Linked DNA regions of Pan troglodytes: regions 1 and 2 are each linked to region 3. A link is a contact called in public HiChIP or PLAC-seq data. All regions are on one chromosome and are shown on one strand. The core of a region is the stretch at or near the end of the contact, and the rest is flanking DNA. Distances in the headings are between cores, read along the strand shown.

Region 1 (3,564 bases), core at 1,065-3,564, 160 kb after region 3:
ACAGGCGCCCACCACAATGCCTAATTTTTTAAAATATTTTTGGTAGAGATGGGGTTTCACCATGTTGGCCAGGCTGGTCTCGAACTCCTGACGTAAGGTGATCCGCCCACCTCGGCCTCTCAAAATGTTGGGATTACAGGCATGAGCCACTACACCTGGCCTTATGCATGCATTTCCTTTTTCTTTTCTTTTTTTTTTTTTTTTTTTTTTTTTTGAGACAGAGTCTCGCTCTGTCGCCATGCTGGAGTGCAGTGGCGCCATTTCGGCTCACTGTAACCTGCGCCTCCTAGATTCAAGTGATTCTCCTGCCTCAGACTCCCAAGTAGCTGGGACTACAGGCGTGTGCCACCACACCCAGCTAATTTTTGTATTTTTAGTAGAGACACAGTTTCATCATGTTGGCCAGGATGGTCTTGATCTCCTGACCTTGTGATCCACCCCCTCGACTTCCCAAAGTGCTGGGATTACAGGTGTGAGCCACCACGCCCGGCTGCATGCATTTCTTTAATGCAATACACGAGTCCTGTGAGATGGGTATTAGGCCCAAGATGAGGATATTAGAAGTCAGGCCATTCGGAAAATTGCCCATGTCACACACCCAGCAGCTAGCAGAACCAGATTCGAGCTCAGGTCAGTGAGATAGTACAGGTCTCCACTACATTATGCTACTGATAAAATTATTGGTTCAGTTCTTAAATAGCTCTTTTGCCAATGATCTTGCAATCTATCCTGGATATGTCTCCTGTGAGAGATTGAAGAGTTCAGTAAAACCGACAGTTATACAGCCTATAAATAACTAGACACACAAAGAAGTAATCACACAAGAAGTGTATCTGCTCAGATACCTTAAAATCGAAAATGTCAGCAAGAAATCTCTCTCTTTACCCATTTTTAATTTCACAGAAAATCAAATTCAGGGTTGGGCACTGTGGCTCATACCTGTAATCCCAGCACTTTAAGATGCCGAGGTGGAAGGATTGCTTGAGCCCAGGAGTTTGAAACCAGACTGGGCAACATAATGAGACCTTCGTCTCAAAATAATAATAATAATAATAATAATAACAACAACAACAATATAGAAAAAGAAAAAAACAAGTTCAAGAGAAAAACCAACTGCCAGATCCCAAAAAAGTTCCCTGTAAATATGTTTATATGAAGGAACATTTCTCAGTTCGATGAAAATGAGGACACTGACCCTACCACATAAGCAAAAACATTTAGCAACAGATAACAGATATGTACTATTAGTAATAAAATTGATAATGATCCTTAGTCCACAGCACAGAAACACTCATCACCAATGGGCTTAATCAACTCTGGGACACACTGTTTTGAATGTGGTCTTTCAAAGTGGTAATTAAATTGTACTGGAAAAAATTTAAGCCACCTAATGGCAGCAGACTTGTGGGGCCGGGGGGACGGTCTTCCCTCGCCTTACCAAAAAAATCCTAGCAAAGTCTTCCCAATTGTGGGGCTGCAGTCGCGAGTGTAAGGCAACACTGCAGGTAACAGTCCCCGCGAGCAGCCGGTAACCCTGCAGGGCGCAGGGGCCAGGCTGGCAGAGCGCGCACTGCGGCCCAGATCCCTTCTCCTGGGGACTGGCTGGAAGACTGGGGTCTTCCCCAACGAGGAAAGCCCTCAGTTCTCACAGGTCTGCGTCCCCAGCCTCGTCCCCAGCCTCCTCCCCAGCCAGGGCACGAGCAAACAAAGGCTGAGCGTCTCGTCGTGGGCCGGCCCCGGGAGGGCGCGCGGGCCGCGACCCACCCCTGACCTGCACCTGCCGCCCCGCTCGGCGAGGGCGTGGCCGGCATCACATCCTCCGCGCCAGGGTCGGGTAACCCGAGGGGACCCCACCCAGTCTCCCCGCTGCCCTCCCGGTCTCCGGCCCCGAGCTCCCCGCCCCCGCACTGCAGCAGAGCGCGCCGCAGGCCCGGGCCGCACGCCGGTAAGCCACCTGCACCCCGGGCCGCCCCACGGCGCCGCCCAAGCCCTCTGGACCCGGAGAAGGACCCGTGGGCCGGCGGGGAGGAGACGCCCGGCTCCTCCGGCTTCGCCCAGCAGCTGAGGACTGGACGCCGGACAGGGCGCGGGCACGACTTACCGCGGCAGTGGCCCTGTTGGCGGGCGCGCTCACGTGCGGCGCGGAGGAGCCCTTCGGGCTGCGGGAGAGAGACTGGGCAGGGCTGCGGCGCGGCCGGGAGCCAGAACCGCCGAGGAAGAGCCGGAGAACCAGCGGCAGCGGCTCTTCCCCACCGCGCGGATCGGGGCGGAGCCTGGAAGCCGGGCCTCGGCGCTTGGGGCGGGGCTGGAAGGCGGGGCTGGACGCCTGGAGGCGGGCTCAGGGGCGGGACCTGGAGGTGGGCCATAGGCGCGCGGGGGCGGGGTTTCCGCGGACGGGGCGGAACTAGAAGACGGGGCCTGACCGAAGGAGGAGGGATCAAGGGCGGGGCCTGGAAGTGGGCTGTCCGTACAGGGGCGGGGCTTCGACTGGCCGGGCTAGGTTGGAAGGCGGGGCCTGACTCATGAAGGCGGGATCAAGGGCGGTGCCTGGAGGCGGGCCATAACAACAGGGGCGGGGCCTCGACGGGCTGGGCTGGACTGAAAGGCGAGGCTTGACTCACGGAGGCGGGGTCAGGGGCGGGGCCTGGAGGTGGGCCTTAGACGCGGGGGCGGGGCTTCGGCTTGGGAGCAGGGCTTGGGGAGGGCGCCGGCGTGCTGGGGCGGTTCAGTCGCCTCAGCCGCGGTATGAGGGAGCGGGAGTCTTCCTTAGCTTCTCCGCCATGGGTGTCGCTTCGTAGCCGGGCTGCTCCGGGAAAGGCCTCGTACAGGTGAGCGGGGCGGCGTTCGCGCCTCACCTGGGGACCCCCGACACAACCGAGTGGAAGGGGACATTGGTCAGTGCCCGCCCAAGGTCGTCCGCGCGTGTGTCGGCCCTCGGAGGTGCTTTGGAGTCACTCACAGAAACGGAGAAGCGGGGGCTCCTCGAAGGGTGCGCGGCACCTGGTTCACCCCATCTTTTCCCTCTGGACCACGTCCAAGCCCTCCACACACGTTTGGGGCGCAGGGGGCGCGGCGGGCTTGGGACCCCCGCTAAGTTGCCCCAGCCCGCATGGGCCTCAGGTTTCCGACCCTGGGCGACAGGAGAGGTGAGATCATTTCTACCTGGACGGAGCTTATCACGTGGACTATGGCTCAGGAAGGAGACCTTGACGTCAACCTTAGAAAGCATTCATATCTCCAGACAATCCCCAGCCCCTGCCTGCCATCCTCTCGAGCGCTGAGACCTAGACGGTCCAGTCCGACCGCTTCAGGGCAGGACGCACCTGGAGGGTGCGCGGTAGGCAGTGCTCACCTGAGCACAGGCCCTGTCCCCACCCAGCTGTGGCTCCAGCCAACCCGAAGTGGGCCACTTGTGGATGAAGGCTGTCATTTCTGCAGTGGCCTCGCTCCTTTTAACTCCCGAGCGTCCTTTAGAAATGTTCAGACCAGGTCTGGAGTTCGTGAAGGCGAGGCAGTGGTCAATGAGCTTGGGAGGTGGGGGAAGTCATGAGCACTTGGAAGTTG
Region 2 (3,404 bases), core at 845-3,344, 190 kb after region 3:
TTGTGCCTGAGCCTCCCGAGTAGCTGGGATTACAGGAGTGAGCCACCATGCCCAGCTAATTTTTGTATTTTTAGTAGAGTTGGTGTTTCACCATGTTTCCCAGGCTGGTCTTGAACTCCTGACCTCAGGTTATCTGCCTGCCTCAGCCTCCCAAAGTGCTGGGATTACAGGCGTGAGCCACCGCGCCCAGCGGAAAAGCAGATTTTGATTCAGCAGGTGTGGGGCAAGGCGGGAGATTCTGCCTTGCCAGGAGCGCCCAGGTTTGCAGCTGCTGGTGGTCCATTCCCCATACCTTGAAAGGCAAGGGGAAGTCCCTCCGCCTGTCGTCCAGGAAGCCGGGTATTTATCCACCAATCTCTCAGCCCATGGCTGAGGGCTGCATTAGGGGGTGTTAATCCCCACTCCTGCACCCCAGCTCTCAGAAAGCCGGCAGGCTGAGTTGCCCGTGCGGGTCAAAGAAAGTCTCAGGTCCCCATGCACAACAATGCGGAGTGCCTAGGGCCAAAGGGAGGGGTGGAGACTTCTGCTCCCCCATCCTTCATTTCACTCCCTCTTAGGCTTTTTTTCCCCACTAGGTTGGAGGTGAAGCCGGCCTGTTTATTTCTCCGTAGTAACTTTTTTTTTTTTTTTTCATACGGAGTCTCGCTCTGTCGCCCAGTCTGGAATGCAGTGGCGCGATCTCGGCTCACTGCCTCCCAGGTTCAAGCGTTTCTCCTACCTCGGCCTCCCAAAGTGCTGGCATTACAGGCGTGAGCCACTGCGCCCTCCTGTAATTTTCTTCAGTAGTAGTTAGAATAAGTAATCTCTTGATCCCCGCCCCTCTCCTTAAGGAAGATGCTTTTAAGACCACACGCACGTATTTTATAACAAACATAAGCTCCCCGGGCGGGGGTGGGGGAACGAGAAGGCTCGCTTCCTTTTTGCCAGAGCCTATCAAAGCTCTGCATTACACAAATTGTCAAGTCCACCAAGGGCAAGTGCGCGCTAATCCTGTTTTAGCGATTCATTTCCTTTCCCGAGCAAATGCCTCTGGGCATCTATGAATGCGCCCTTTCAAGGAAAGCGAAAGCCCAAAGCGAGCGGAGACCCTTTCTTTGCAGAGAAAATGTTTCTCGCGTTGGAAGGAAAGCTGATGAACTCTAGCAGGGCGTTGCCCCCTCCCAGGAGGCCAGTTTTCCTGCACACAGCAGCGGCTGACAGTTCGGGGAGGGCCCCGGGCCGCGCACAGGCCCGCACAGGCCGGCGGGCGGGGCGCGCTGTTTGTCGCCGGGCCCGCCTGGGGCTCAGCGAATCACGGAAAGCGAAAACCGCCTCGCGGGAGGCGTGGGCTGAGCGCATCCCTAGGGGTCGGCGCCACCCTCCTCGGTCACTCAAGTGGACGGGTGGGGAGCCTGCGGCTGGCCACCTCCGCACCCTCGGAGCGCTCCAGGGGGCCCCAACCCAAGCCCTGCACCTACTCTTGAAGGCGACGGCCGCGTTGTTGACCAGTACATTGAGCCCCCCGTACTCCTTGCGCAGGAAGTCGCGCAGGGCGCGGATGCTCTGCAAGTCGTCGATGTCCAGTTGGTGGAAGCGCGGGCTCAGGCCCTCCGCCTGCAGCTGCTGCACGGCCGCCTGGCCCCGCGCCACGTCCCGCGCGGTGAGCACCACATCCCCAGAGAACTGTCGGCACAGTTCGCGCGCGATGGCCAAGCCGATGCCCCTGTTGGCCCCGGTCACCAGCGCCACGCGGCTGCAGGACGACATGGCTGAGCGGGGAGCGCGGGGCACCTGCGTGGAGGGCGGACCGGGCTTCGGACAACCTGGGGCGCGCCCCGAGGAGCCCAGCTAGTGTCAATGCCGCCGCGCAGACTAAGTTCTGGGATCCAGTGCTGCGAGTCTTAAAGAAAAAGGCCCCGGCTTCGGTCCCTCCCCTCCGAGGAGGGGCCGTCTGTGCCCTCTGTTCCAACTCCCGGGCCCGCCCCCTGCCCACGCTGCGCCCTTCAGGATCCGGGCTCTGAGCCGCGGGGTGATCTGCGAGGTGTCCGAAGCCAAATCGGACCTTGATGGGTCAGTCGGGGGCTCCAGATTCATGGCAACTGGACTGAAGAAATTATTTTGGGAAAACCCCAAAGTGAGAAAAACAAGTGCTGAGTAATTTTCTTGGGTGTGCGCCCATCATGCACTGCAAAATGTGAATGTTTGCTTTTTCCTAAGATGCAGTGACTTACTTAGACACAGTAACTGCTTCTCTGGACATAGGTTGCCTTGCTTGCTTAAAAGAAACTCAAGAGAGGGAACTAGATGCCCTGTGAGCGCACTTAGCAGGTGTGGGCAGGCGACATCGCTCTGGGATTCCCAGTGAATGTGCCCCCAAGTGGGAGGGAATGTTTTTATTTAATCCTACCTAACTCCTACGGGTGCTAAAAGTGTCTGCATTTAGGTTTGTCCAGGGAGGATATAGATCTATAAAGATCTGGATTGATCATATATTCTCACAGATCTGTGTACCGGCAAAGAAAGTTAAACGGAAACCAAATTCCCAAAGGTGTGTCAAGCTGTGGGCACAAAATTAGAGTCTCATCCATCGTCTTCAGTGTAAACTGAGTTGTTTGATCAGTGACTTTGATATCTGGGGAGAACTATGACATCATCACGACTCAGCCTTTTCCATGCAGAGCTGGCTAACCCGCCTGTGTCTCTGTTACTCTGACTCTACCTTCTCTCTCAAGTCCTTACTTGCGGTTCCGGAGGTGGGCCCCTGCTGTGATCTCCTACTGTGCCTCCCCCAGTATTTCCTTCTTTTTTCTTCTAAAGATCATTTGGTCTGGGCGCGGTGGCTCACACCTGTAATCCCAGCACTTTGGGAGGCTGAGGCGGGTGGATTATGCGGTCAGGAGTTCAAGACCAGCCTGACCAACATGGTGAAACCCCCATCTCTACTAAAAATACAAAAATTATCTGGGTGTGGTGGCATGTGCCTGTAATCCCAGCTACTTAGGAGGCTGAGGCAGGAGAACTGCTTGAACCCGGGTGGCGGAGATTGCAGTAAACCGAGATTGCACCACTGCACTCCAACCTGTGCAACAGAGTGAGACTTCTCAAAAAAAAAAAGATCATTTGGAACCTTGTTTTAAGGATACGGGGCTATTTAGGCTTTCTATTTCTGTTTTTTTTTTTTTTAATAGGGTCTTCTCTGTCACCCAGGCTGGAGTGCAGTGCTGCAGTCGTGGCTCACTGTAGCGTCAATCTCCTGAGCTCAGGTGATCCTCCCCTTTAGCCTCCCTAGTAGCTGGGACTACAAGTGTGCCACAGTCATGCCTGGATAATTTCTTTTTTTTTTTTTTTTTTTTGAGATGGAGTTTTGCTCTGTCACCCAGGCTGGAGTGCAGTGGCGCGATCTTGGCTCACTGCAACCTCCGCAT
Region 3 (3,460 bases), core at 613-3,112:
TTCTGTCAGTCAGGTTCCCAACAGCCCATATTACCCACAAAACAAAGGCCCAGCACATGGACAGCAGCTACACCCAGAGTGCCTGCTAACAACGCTGGCCTCTAAACACTGACCATTATCTCTGCTTCCTTTCTCCCCTCAATCCTGAAGAGCCAGAGTCTACAAGGGCCTGGGGGCGGGAAGGGAGAAGAGAATCAAAGGACAGAAACAGGAAATCAACTCACTCCGTTTCTCCACTACAGGTTTCTGGGCCTGAACAAGACTCAACCTCGAGAGGGGAAGGAGAGAGAAGCGGGGAAAGGAGATAGGGGAAAGAGAGGGGGAAAAGGGAGGGAGAGAGAATAGAGATTTTAAACTAGGTAAGGCCAGACTTTACAATACCTTAAGCTAATGGGAAAGCGTTAGTCAACCCAGATTCACACAAGTGGGGAATAATTAATGTTTACAGTCAGTGGTTAAAAAAAAAAAGAATAAAAGAATAAAATTGTCCTTTATTTTCAAACTACCAAAGCCTAGTTCACTCAATAAGCCAGTTACATAACGAAAGGATGGACCTTTATCCAGAATACGTAAAGAACTCTTACAAATCAATAAAGATCCTCCCAAAAGAAAAACAGAAAATGGTCAAAGGATATGAATAGGCAATTCAAAAAAACAAAACAAAAAACCACAAAGACTAATACATGCGAAGAGCTCAACAACACAAATAGTCAAGGAAACGCAAGTAAAAGCAAATATCATTTCACAAATATCGGACTAGAAAAAATTTAAAGTCCGTCAAAACCAGGTGTTAGAATCTGCCTAAACGAATGAAAGAAGTCCCAGAGCAATGCACCAATTATTCACTACGTGTTTGTACCCCAAGGAGTCACTACCTATTCGAATGTTAAAATTAGTGGCACTAGGGCAGTCATTCTTTGGCAAAAGTCAACAACCTCCAGAAAAGAGGAACATTTCAGCATAACATCAACTGCGCTCACAAGGTAGAAAAGTTTTTTAGGATAATCAGGTGGGGAAGCCACGCCCACATTTCCTGGACGTGAGATTTCAAGTTATCTGGTGTGACCGCTCCCTACGATTTATGATACAAGAAATGTTCACAGGGTTTCCAAGAACTCGAAACGCCCCAAAACAGACGCAACGCGGGATAAAGAGGAGAGCTCGAGCTCAGCGATGTAGGGTCTGGGCCCCAAGGCTTCCACTGCCAAGGAAGCTGCAGGCACTGACAGGCATTAGGCACACTCATCCCGACTCCACTCGCCCGCAGGCAGGCCCGCAGCCCCTTCCCCCCGCCCCCGGGACGTCGAGGCCGCCGGCGTTTCTGGACGCGGAACCCGCTCCCTCCCACCACGACGCCCAGCGGACAGAAGAGGGTCAGGGGCCCCGCCGCCCCGAGAGCAGACCGATCTCCCGCCGAGGCCTCGCCCACGGACGACAGCTGCTGGGAGACTAGGAGGGAGCTGGGAGGAGGAGCCGCGACCCTGGCCCGCCCAGAAGCAAAACAGAAACACAATGCAGAGGCGACGGAACGCAGCCCGGCCCGCAGCCGAGCTGTTCCGCCGACGGGAGCGAGATGGCCGCCCCCTCCCCGGGCCCCGCCGCAGCCCCCGCCGCCGCGTCGGCCCCACAAGCCGCCACCGCCCACTGCCGGCCCCCCTTCGCTTGCCCGCCCGCCCTCCTGGGACACGGCCCGCTCCACCCCTCGCGGCTGCTCACCGCGCTGAGGCGTATCCCGCGGGGTGGCTGCGCCGCCATCTTGAGCGAGCTACAAAGCCAGGAACGGCCTCCGCCGCAACCCGACTGGGAGGTGGCGGAACGACTGTGGAGCCCTGTGGGTACCGCCCACTTCCGGGGAGGGGCGCGCGTCTGGCCCCTCCCACCCACTTCCGCCTCCAGGCAATGCCGAATTGGGAGCTTGGGGAAGATGAATTGCCTGACTGGTTAAAGCAGGGTACAGTGGGAGCTGAGCTTCCAGCGCGGGGCCCTGCGGGCCTAGGGCGCATGCGCGAGGCGCGGCGGGCCCGTACCCGTCTCGACACCCAGCTGGACCTCGAGACTCGGGGATCTAGAGTTTGAAGCCTGGCGCGAGATGCGGTATACCCGAGACCGGTGAACTCCAGTCACTTGACCTGGTCGGATGTGAATTGCGCAGAAAAAAGCCATTCCATATCCACCAGTGTCCATGTGAAACCTTAACGAAATAAAGACGGAAATTAATGTAGACTGTTTGGATTTGCCCTGAAAACTATCAATCTAACTCATGATTAAAAAAAAAAAAAAAGAGTTCTAGGGCCGGGCGCGGTAGCTCACGCTTGTAATCCCAGCACTTTGGGAGGCCGAGGCGGGCGGGCGGATCACCTGACTTCGGGAGTTCGAGACCAGCCTGACCAACATGGAGAAACCCCATCTCTACTAAAAATACAAAATTAGCCGGGCGTGGTGGTGCATGCCTGTAATCCCAGCTACTCGGAAGGCTGAAGCAGGAGAATGCTTGAACCCAGGAGGCGGAGGTTGCAATGAGCCGAGATTGCGCCATTGCACTCCACCCTGGGCAACAAGAGTGAAACTCTGTCTCAAAATAAATAAATAAGAGTCCTAAAGGCATAAGGCCGGTGCAGTGGCTCATGCCTATAATCCCAACACATTGGGAGGTCGAGGTTGGGGGTTCACTTGATAGGGGTTCAAGACCAGCCTGGCCAACATGGTGAAACCCCATCTCTACTAAAAATACAAAAATTAGCTGGGCATATTGGTGGGCGCCTGTAATCCCAGCTACTCGGGGGGCTGAGGCAGGAGAAGTGCGTGAACCCAGGACAAGGAGGTTGCAGTGAGCCCAGATCGCGCCACTGTACTCCAGCCTGGGCGACAGAGTGAGACTGTCTCAAAAAAATTAATTAATTATTTTTAAAAAGAGAAATTGGCTGGGTGCAGTGGCTCATGTCTGTAATCTCAGCACTTTGAGAGGCTACATTGCGAGGGTCTCTTGAACCCAGGAGTTCGAGACGAGCCTGGGCAACACGAGGAGACCTCATCTTTACAAAAAAAAAAAATTGAATTAGCTGGCAGGGCGTGGTGGCTCACACCTGTAATCCCAGCACCTTGGGAGGCTAAGGCGGGCAGATCACTTGAGGTCGGGAGTTTGAGACCAGCCTGACCAACATGGCGAAACCCCATCTCTACTAAAAATACAAAATTAGCCGGGTGTGGTGGCACATGCCTGTAATCCCAGCTACTGGAGAGGCTGAGGCAGGAGAATCACTTGAACCCAGGAGGTGGAGGTTGCCGTGAGCCAAGATCGCACCACTGCACTCCAGCCCGGACAACAAGAGCGAAACTCCATCTCAAAAAAAAAAAAATTAATTGTGCTTGGGGGCGCATGCCTGTGGGTCCAGCTACTTGGGAGGCTGAGGTGGGGAGGACTACTTGACCCTGGGAGGTTGAGGCTGTAATGAGCCATGAT

The links. HiChIP or PLAC-seq counts read pairs in DNA pulled down with a chosen protein or histone mark.
Region 1: an H3K4me3 HiChIP or PLAC-seq map of stem cell-derived excitatory neurons shows a contact between it and region 3, with 2.9 times the contacts expected there. The contact joins the promoter of DOP1B here to the promoter of MORC3 in region 3. A contact is called at or near these places in 3 of 7 Hi-C or Micro-C datasets (induced pluripotent stem cells and stem cell-derived neural progenitor cells) and 1 of 1 datasets of contacts at active chromatin or transcription factors (stem cell-derived excitatory neurons).
Region 2: a contact with region 3 is called in an H3K4me3 HiChIP or PLAC-seq map of stem cell-derived excitatory neurons, with 2.2 times the contacts expected there. The contact joins the promoter of CBR3 here to the promoter of MORC3 in region 3. A contact is called at or near these places in 4 of 7 Hi-C or Micro-C datasets (blood, induced pluripotent stem cells and stem cell-derived neural progenitor cells) and 1 of 1 datasets of contacts at active chromatin or transcription factors (stem cell-derived excitatory neurons).

The regions. Positions count from the first base shown.
Region 1 is chr22:36,867,583-36,871,146 of NHGRI_mPanTro3-v2.0_pri, reverse strand. DOP1B (DOP1 leucine zipper like protein B) reads right to left here and starts at 2,314. Exons shown (of 34, transcript XR_010154597.1): 1 at 2,102-2,314. It overlaps LOC107970138 (a long non-coding RNA gene), which reads left to right and starts at 2,395. Exons shown (of 4, transcript XR_008541581.2): 1 at 2,395-2,828.
Region 2 is chr22:36,845,862-36,849,265 of NHGRI_mPanTro3-v2.0_pri, reverse strand. It overlaps CBR3 (carbonyl reductase 3), which reads right to left and starts at 2,094. Exons shown (of 3, transcript XM_514884.7): 1 at 1,458-2,094. The coding sequence starts at 1,746.
Region 3 is chr22:37,030,689-37,034,148 of NHGRI_mPanTro3-v2.0_pri, reverse strand. MORC3 (MORC family CW-type zinc finger 3) reads right to left here and starts at 1,862. Exons shown (of 16, transcript XM_054675126.2): 1 at 1,717-1,862. The coding sequence starts at 1,755.